Regions from separate parts of the Ovis canadensis genome. Here region 1 is linked to region 2. A link is a contact called in public Hi-C data. All regions are on one chromosome and are shown on one strand. The core of a region is the stretch at or near the end of the contact, and the rest is flanking DNA. Distances in the headings are between cores, read along the strand shown.

Region 1 (3,403 bases), core at 254-2,753, 40 kb after region 2:
CCAGGTTTATGTAACACAGGGATGTGACGGTGGAAGCTGGCGCTGCTGTCACTCAGGGACATGCGTCCTTAGGGCAGTTTCCGCATTATTGGTATTTTTAGACCTTGCAGTGAATGGTGGATCCCTGCACTGCCTGCCAGGGCTGCTGCCCCAGCATCTCTGCTTGTCTGCTCTGGTCTGTGTGGGTCTCAGTCTTGTTCTTTCTTTCAGTTACAGGAGGCTTACTGAGTTTTGCTCTGAGTGTTAATTCTTCCTGTCACTCTGCCTTCCATACTTGGCTTGTGCATTTCGGTCTGGAGAGCATTTTGTTTTCTCCAGTTGTTCAGTTCATGATCCAGTCCGGGTTTCTCAGGGGAGTGGCAGGCCTTCCTTGTGGGTTTCCTGGTGTCTGTGGGCAGCGGCTGCAGACTAGAGACAGGCAGGCATCCTCTGGGGCAGGTCCCCCTCACCTGCTGCTCTGGGTCCTGTTGTTTGTCAGCTGTGATGGGGTGCGAGGCTCCACTCTAGGCCAGTGTGCCTTTGGGCTCTCCTTGGCAAAGACACCTCCTCTGCTCACCCATTGGTCTCGCTGGTTTGTCCCGAAGGGAGCAGGGGCCGAGGACGGGGTGGGCAGGCTCAGAACGCCTATCCCTTACCATCTGCTGCACCTCCTGTTCTGGTGACCAGGCATCTGCCCTGTGCCCAGGATGGAGTCACTCCTGCTCTGGGCTGGTGATGCCGGTGCTGCCCGCAGCCTGTGTCAGCATCGATTGTCCTGGGCCTGAGTGTGGGAGAGGCAGGGGAGGCCGGGCCTTGGGCGCTGGGTGACGGCTCGCTCTGTTCCCTCCTACATCTCTGGCCTTCTCTCGCTGCCTCTCTACTCTTCCCTCTGAGTGTGTCTCCTTCTCTTTATGTGTGTGTCTCTATCTATGTGTCTTTCCCTTTCTGGGTCTCTTTCTCTCTCTTTTCCACTCCATCTCTGCTGTCTTCCAGTGGAGACCCAGGGCTCATTCCTAGTGTTGGGAACATTGAGTTTCTCTAAAAACGATCATAAAACAATAAAATATATCTAGACAGGGAGCAGCCTCCCACCTACTTAATGAATTGTTTTAATATTTGCAACATGCTTTAATTGCCCATGAAGCATTTGATTATTGAAAGTTTGAAAAAAAATAACATTTCCTTCAGGTCATAAAAATATTTCCAATAATGTTCACCAGTTCACTTCAAAAAATAAGTGGGGTTTTAAAATACAAAACAAAGTAGTCTTTTTTTGACAGCAGCTTTCTTGGGTGCGGTTGGTGTGTGCCCAGAAGCTACACGTGTGACGGGTACAGCTGGCGGCGTGTTGAGCCCCAAGGGGCATCGCCCTGTGACGGTGGTGAACGTCCCCTCCCTGCCCCGTCCTGGCACAGTGGATCCCTTGCAGCTCCTGGTTCACGTGGATGGGATCAGGCCATGCGTCCCTCTCTTTCTGGCTCATTTCACTCAGGGCGATGACTCAGAGGCCCAGCATGTTATTGCAACTGTCAGTGCTTCATCCCAAAGGAATCTTTCTTATGAGGGAGAGGACAGTACTCTTGCTTGCTCAGAAGGTGGGGTGGATTTAATTCGCTGAGTAGAACAAAGTCCGCTTCGACTGGGGCTATCAAGCCCCAAATGCAGGGGGAATAAAAGGCTGGGAAACTGAGGCCCTGCTGGGCGGTCCCAAGGTCACGTGAGAACCTGTATCTGGCTGAGCCTTCAGGACCAGGTGGATCCAGTGCTCTCCCCTGGACCCCGTCCCGCTGGCTCAGACTGGAGTGGGCCCTGCTTGGGAGCAGTGACGAGGGTGGTTCTCGGGTGTCGCGGAATAAATGTACTGTGCGGAGCATTTCCTCGGTGTGCAGGGTCTTAGATCCCCAACCAGGGTTTGAACCTGGATCCTGGTAGTGGAAGCGCCGAGTCCTAACCACTGGACAGCCAGGGAATTCCAAGTGGAATGTAAGTAATACAAAAAGATGAAATCAAACCAAGGCCTCTAGACTAGAGAATCGTTTTCCTCAGGCGAGTCTTTCTTCATAGACTTCCCAGAGGAAGTGAAGGCCAGTGGCCCCCCACCCCCGCTTCCCTGCCTTGGGGGGGACATTTTTATATTTAAGTGTTTATTGTAGTTTACCACGTGGAGCTGCTGCTTTTCTCCACATACCAGGATCGACTTGATTCTTCTGAAATCTTAGCCAGGGAAGCGTCTGTCCTATCAGAGCTGAAATATCAATGCTCAGAGGTTTCCCTAGTTCAGAACAGTTGAAGACACCTGTCTTCTAGAACTTCCTTTGCATTTTCTCATGCTAGTTGTTGAAGAGCCACTCTGCCCTCTGGGTGGAGCCAGGATCTTTGAGGATCCTCAGAGTCATTCGGCTTCAATGCGCTCCTCCACCCACAGGCCTCATCCCCAAGGCCCGTCCACTGAGCCTCCCAATGAGAAGCCTGATGTTTCCATCTCTGTCTTCCCTCTGCCCCACAGCTGTCCCAGCCTCATCCCTGGCATTGCCCATAGAGCTATCAGCCTGATCTTTCAGCCCAGATTCCTCTTTATCACACCAGCTGCTGCCAAGAGCCCCTCCCCTAACAAAGGCATCCAGAGGGACTCCTGCTTTCAGTCTCAGCCTCAGATGAGGGGCGTCCGCACCCCCTGCCTGGCTCAGTGACTTAGGGGGCCCCCTCCTGGCTCAGTGACTTGGGGGGTCTCCCCATGCGGCCCCTCCTCTGGTGCCGCCCCCTGTGGTCCCACCTCCTGGTGGCCCCCCCCCCCCCCGCCAGCCTCTCCTCCTGGTGGCCCCTCCCAGTGCCATCCCTGCCCACTCAGTGACTTGGGGGGACCCCCCCTGTGACCCCTCCTCCAGTACCACCCCCCGCAGTCCCTTCTCTGGTGCCCTACCCCACGGCCCCTCCTCCTGGTGCCCCTGGCTGACCCCCTTTGGTGGAAGATCACAGGACTAGTTAAGCACTTGAAGCGGTGGTGGCACCAGTGATGTGGAAGTACCCCTGAGTGTCAGCATCCCTCTGCTGACCGTTTTCTGTCCCCTGCCTTGAGCCTGTGAAGCCTTATGTCTCAGATAGTTGGCATCTCTAGTATCAGGGAATCTGGTTTGTGTAACTGCATACGTACGAACGGTGCTACACACCCGCAAGGTAGAATGTAGGGGCAGAGTGAGTGAGTGAAAGTCGCTCAGCCCTGTCCGACTCTTTGCGACCCCATGCAGTCCATGGAATTCTCCAGGCCAGAACACTGGAGTGGGTAGCCTTTCCCTTCTCCAGGTCTTCCCAACCCAGGGATTGAACCCAGGTCCCCCGCACTGCAGGCGGATTCTTTACCAGCTGAGCCACAATGGAGGCCCAGGAATACTGGAGTGGGTATCTGCTTTGTGTCTCTGCACACTTA
Region 2 (3,851 bases), core at 541-3,040:
ACCTGCAGGACCCTCCCTGTCTGGTGCACCCGTCTTGACCCTGGGGCCTGAAAGTCGCTGTCTCCCATGTCCACTTGTACCGGCAAGCTTTGTGTGTCATGCCGCCAGGTTGGGAGACCCCCACCATAAACCCATCTCTGGAGACGATGGAGGCAGAGGTTACAGGACAACAGTCAGGGGTGACCTCAGGTTCTACAGCTGTCGTGAGGCTGGCCACCCAGCAGGAGCAGCATGCAGACCTTGGTCACGGTGGCACCGCTCTCGACCCTGCTGCTGAGGCTCACACCACCCGCTTCGACAGGAGGGAGGCTCATGTTTCCTTGCAGGACACGTAGGAAGCCACCGCCTCCAGGGCACACACATTCCCCCCTCCTCCCCCCCAATACAGGCTTGGGCTGGGCCCTTTGCCTGGCTTCCGCCAAGAGGATGTTAGTAAACACTGTGCAGGGGCTGAGAAGCCCTGTGACGGAGCTCTGCTGGCCGTTTCTCTTGCTGGTGACCGAGTCATGCCAGTGCAAGCAACAGCCGGGGCCACAGGGGGTCCCCGCCCACCAACCATGGGAGGGGAGTGGCCCATGGGAGTCCCAGCTAATATGGGCTGCACCCCAAGAAGCGGAGATGAGCTGTCCCCCCTTCTGGCCCTCAGCATCATGAGGAAATAAAGGAATGCTTCAAGTCACTTAGTTTTCAGGTGATTTTTGTTCATTAAGGATGAACTCCTAGGAGGCATTACAGGAGTCTTGACTTCTCCAAGCCCTCACAAGCACCTCTTTGAACCCTGTGCTGGCACTTAGCCCTCAGGAGGGCGTTGGGCTTGCCTGGTGGGTGGGTGGCTGGCCCTGAAGGCAGGTTTTCCTTTCCATCAGATAGCAACCTGAAACAGATAGCTGGCCGGCTGCTGCACTTTCCCCTGTGGTTAAATTATGCTCCAAGCTACTGAGTCTCAGGGAAGCTCAGTTCTGCCTGATGACCAGGAATAGCGCTGCAGTAGCCTCTTCCCCCACATCTGACTTTTCTCCCCCATTGTAACAGGAGAAAACTGGCAGAGGTCCGGAGAGACCTCTTGGCCCCACACCTGAAGAGGGCGGCAGTGGCACTTGACCTCGGAGTTTTGCGGTCACTGGCCTTGTGCAGGTGGAGGCCCCAGGCTTGCCCAGCTGCCCTGACGGACCACCAGTGGCTCAAGTGCATTCAAAACTAGTTTTCCCTACCCAGCTATTTTATGTTAATAGACCTGCTGCTTCGAGTTGCTTATTCCGCTCTGGGACGTGGCACTTCTACAAATGCTTCCCGTCGGTGTGCAAACGTTCTTGGTGCAGCTGTGCAGGAGCCAGTGGGTACAGACGAGAGTCAGCGTTCTGCCCGGCTGCAAGCTTTCACTGCCTCACGGCAAACCCATCGACCACCACCCCCAACCGCTCACCTGGACTCGCTTTTGCTAGCATCCAGGGCGCCCCTGGGGCCGACCCCACCTCCTCCTCCTCCCAACTCGTCCCGACCTGACCCCGCACATGCCGAATGCACCTTCGCGTCCCGCTCCCGGCGCGCCCTCCAGCGCGGGGACTGTGTGGATCGGCTCGCTTCGTCCATGGCTTCGCACTTCAGGGCGGGGGTCTCGTGGTGCGGGCCCCGCCGGGTTTCCCGCTTCTCCCGTCCCACCCGGGTCCCCGGAGCCCACCCCCACCCTGGCGCCGCGTCCCCTCGGTCCTCCGCGTACTACCGGCACGGTTCGGCGCGGCATGCGTGCGCGCGCCCTCCTGCGTCGTGGCGTCGCTCCCCGGCGTGCGCGCGGCCGGCGGCGGGGGCAGTGGGAGGGCGGAGCCGATGCTGGGGGCGGAGGGCGGAGGCTGAGGCGACGGCTGAGGCGGCGGCCGGTCTGGCCGCGCTCGGGGGCGCGCTCGGGGGCGCGCTCGGGGCCGCGCCAGGCCACGGCCAGCGCGCCGCAGCCCCCGGCGCCCGAGCGGAGTCCCGCAGACTCGCTGTCGGAGCCCAGGCGTTGAGCTGCGCGGAGCTGAGCGGCCCGCGGCTGAGGTGAGGCGCGCTGGCGGGGGCGGCCGGGCGGCGGGGTCTGGGGGGACAGCGGGGCTCGGACACCGCGGGCGGACACCACGGCCCGACCACGCTGCCGGGCAGCGCCGGGCAGCGCCGCGGCCGCGTTTATGTAAGCGCCGCCGGGCAGGTGGTGAGGCCACGCCTGGCGTGCGGCTCGAGCGGGACCCGTGCTGCCCCGAGCCCTGTCCGGAGGGCCCGCGGCCGTCCGCGAGGGGAGGCTTCGCCTAGGACGGCCCCGCATCTCCTCCCCGGGCGCCGCATAAGCGCGGGATGCGCTGCGCTGCGCCGCGCCGCGCCGCGGGATGGAGGGAGGCTGCGTTCCCAGAGTGAAGCTGCGCCCCGGCGCGTGTACACCGAACCCGGGATGGAGGGGAGCCTGCGCCCTCGTGGACAACCCTGTCCCCTCCCCGGGGGTGCCGTTTCTGCTCCGGATGCGCTGCGCCCTAGGGAGGAAGGCTGCTCCCGGGACCAGGCTGCGCCCGGGACGGCCCCCGGGCCCCCTTCGGGAGAGCTCCGTGTCCGCGCGGGGTGCCCTGCGCTGCGCAGAGGGAAGAGGCACCCCCAGGGGAGGCTGCGCCCCCGGGGAGGGGAGGCTGCGCCAGGGCGGCCCGCGTCCCCTCTCTAGGGCGCAGTGTCCGCGTGGGATGCTTTTCGCCGCGGGCGTCGCGGGGCGGGGAAGTTCCCGTTGGTGCCGGGCGTCTGAGGCGATTGGGGGCTCGAGGTGAATTCTGTCGTGCTCAGATCTGCAGTAGGAAAATCACCGAGCTGTGAACAGGTCTGGGAGAAGGTGTCAAGATGGGCTGTGGACGCTATAACGGGTGGGAGTCCCAGTATACAGACTGCTGCTGCTGCTCCTGCTAAGTCGCTTCAGTCGTGTCCGACTCTGTGCGACCCCATAGACGGCAGCCCACCAGGCTGCCCCGTCCCTGGGATTCTCCAGGCAAGAACACTGGAGTGGGTTGCCATTTCCTTCTCCAATAGTATACAGACTGGAGAACCTGAAATGTGTTCTAATACCGATTTATATATGCGAGACCCACAGCGCCGTGTTTGGTTCGCAGTTCATATTTTTAGCCAGCAGGTTTGGGCTGTTACTAATGATAAAGGCGTTTATTTATTTATTTTTTCCCCTACACAAGCAATAGTGGTTAGCATTCAGCCCTCTAAATATAAGGAAAACTGGCTTGGTTGTCAGACTTACTTTTCTACTCTTTGTGCCCTAATTGAGATGATGATCAGTTAAGTTTTGAGAATAGAAATATTTATTTACCTCTCTTTAATCTGTCCTAAATTTACAGTATGTTTTACTCCTTCAAAAGGTGCCACCTAGAGCTCCATTTTCCAAAACCTGGGATGTGTTAGGAGCAGTTCCAGCAATGTCTTTTGATACCATGGTTTCTCTGAGGCTAAGATTCCTTTAGCTGCTTGCTGAGGGTTTCCCTGAGGGGAAAGGAAGAAGGAAAATGCAAAGGTTGGCTGGTACCCTTCCTCCTGGGTGTGAGAAGTCGCTTCCCTCCCTGCAGGGTCCCTCCAGGGACAGGGTCCCCTCCCCAGGCCACCCAGAGCAGGGCCTGTAAAGTATTGGCTGAGAGCGGCTGAGCTGGGTGGTTAGCCTGCCCTGCTGGGGTGGAGGCAAGGACTGACCCCTGCTTTGCAGGGAGAGCCTTATCTCTGAGTGATGTCTGAATGTTCCTGAGACTGAATGTATTCAGGGACATCTTCAACAAAAATTGAAGCTGTAAGTGGAAGGGGAAAAAAAAAAAAAAGAGGCCTTTCTGCAGGGGGCAGTGGTGAAAAGA

What was found. Hi-C and Micro-C count contacts between places; a contact is called where the count stands out from the background.
Region 1: a contact with region 2 is called in a Hi-C map of fibroblasts, with 2.4 times the contacts expected there. The contact joins the enhancer-like site here to the promoter of ADARB1 in region 2. A contact is called at or near these places in 2 of 2 Hi-C or Micro-C datasets (fibroblasts and lung).

Annotation. Positions count from the first base shown.
Region 1 is chr1:268,156,033-268,159,435 of ARS-UI_OviCan_v2, forward strand. The region is part of intron 1 of ADARB1 (adenosine deaminase RNA specific B1); the gene reads left to right. Among named protein-coding and RNA genes, the nearest start is that of ADARB1, 40 kb to the left of the region's middle. Within about 2 kb of position 1,504, the one cell type or tissue checked has open chromatin away from gene starts, as enhancers often do. A contact at or near this core is called in fibroblasts, where this site is marked.
Region 2 is chr1:268,116,171-268,120,021 of ARS-UI_OviCan_v2, forward strand. It overlaps ADARB1 (adenosine deaminase RNA specific B1), which reads left to right and starts at 1,791. Exons shown (of 11, transcript XM_069566629.1): 1 at 1,791-2,031.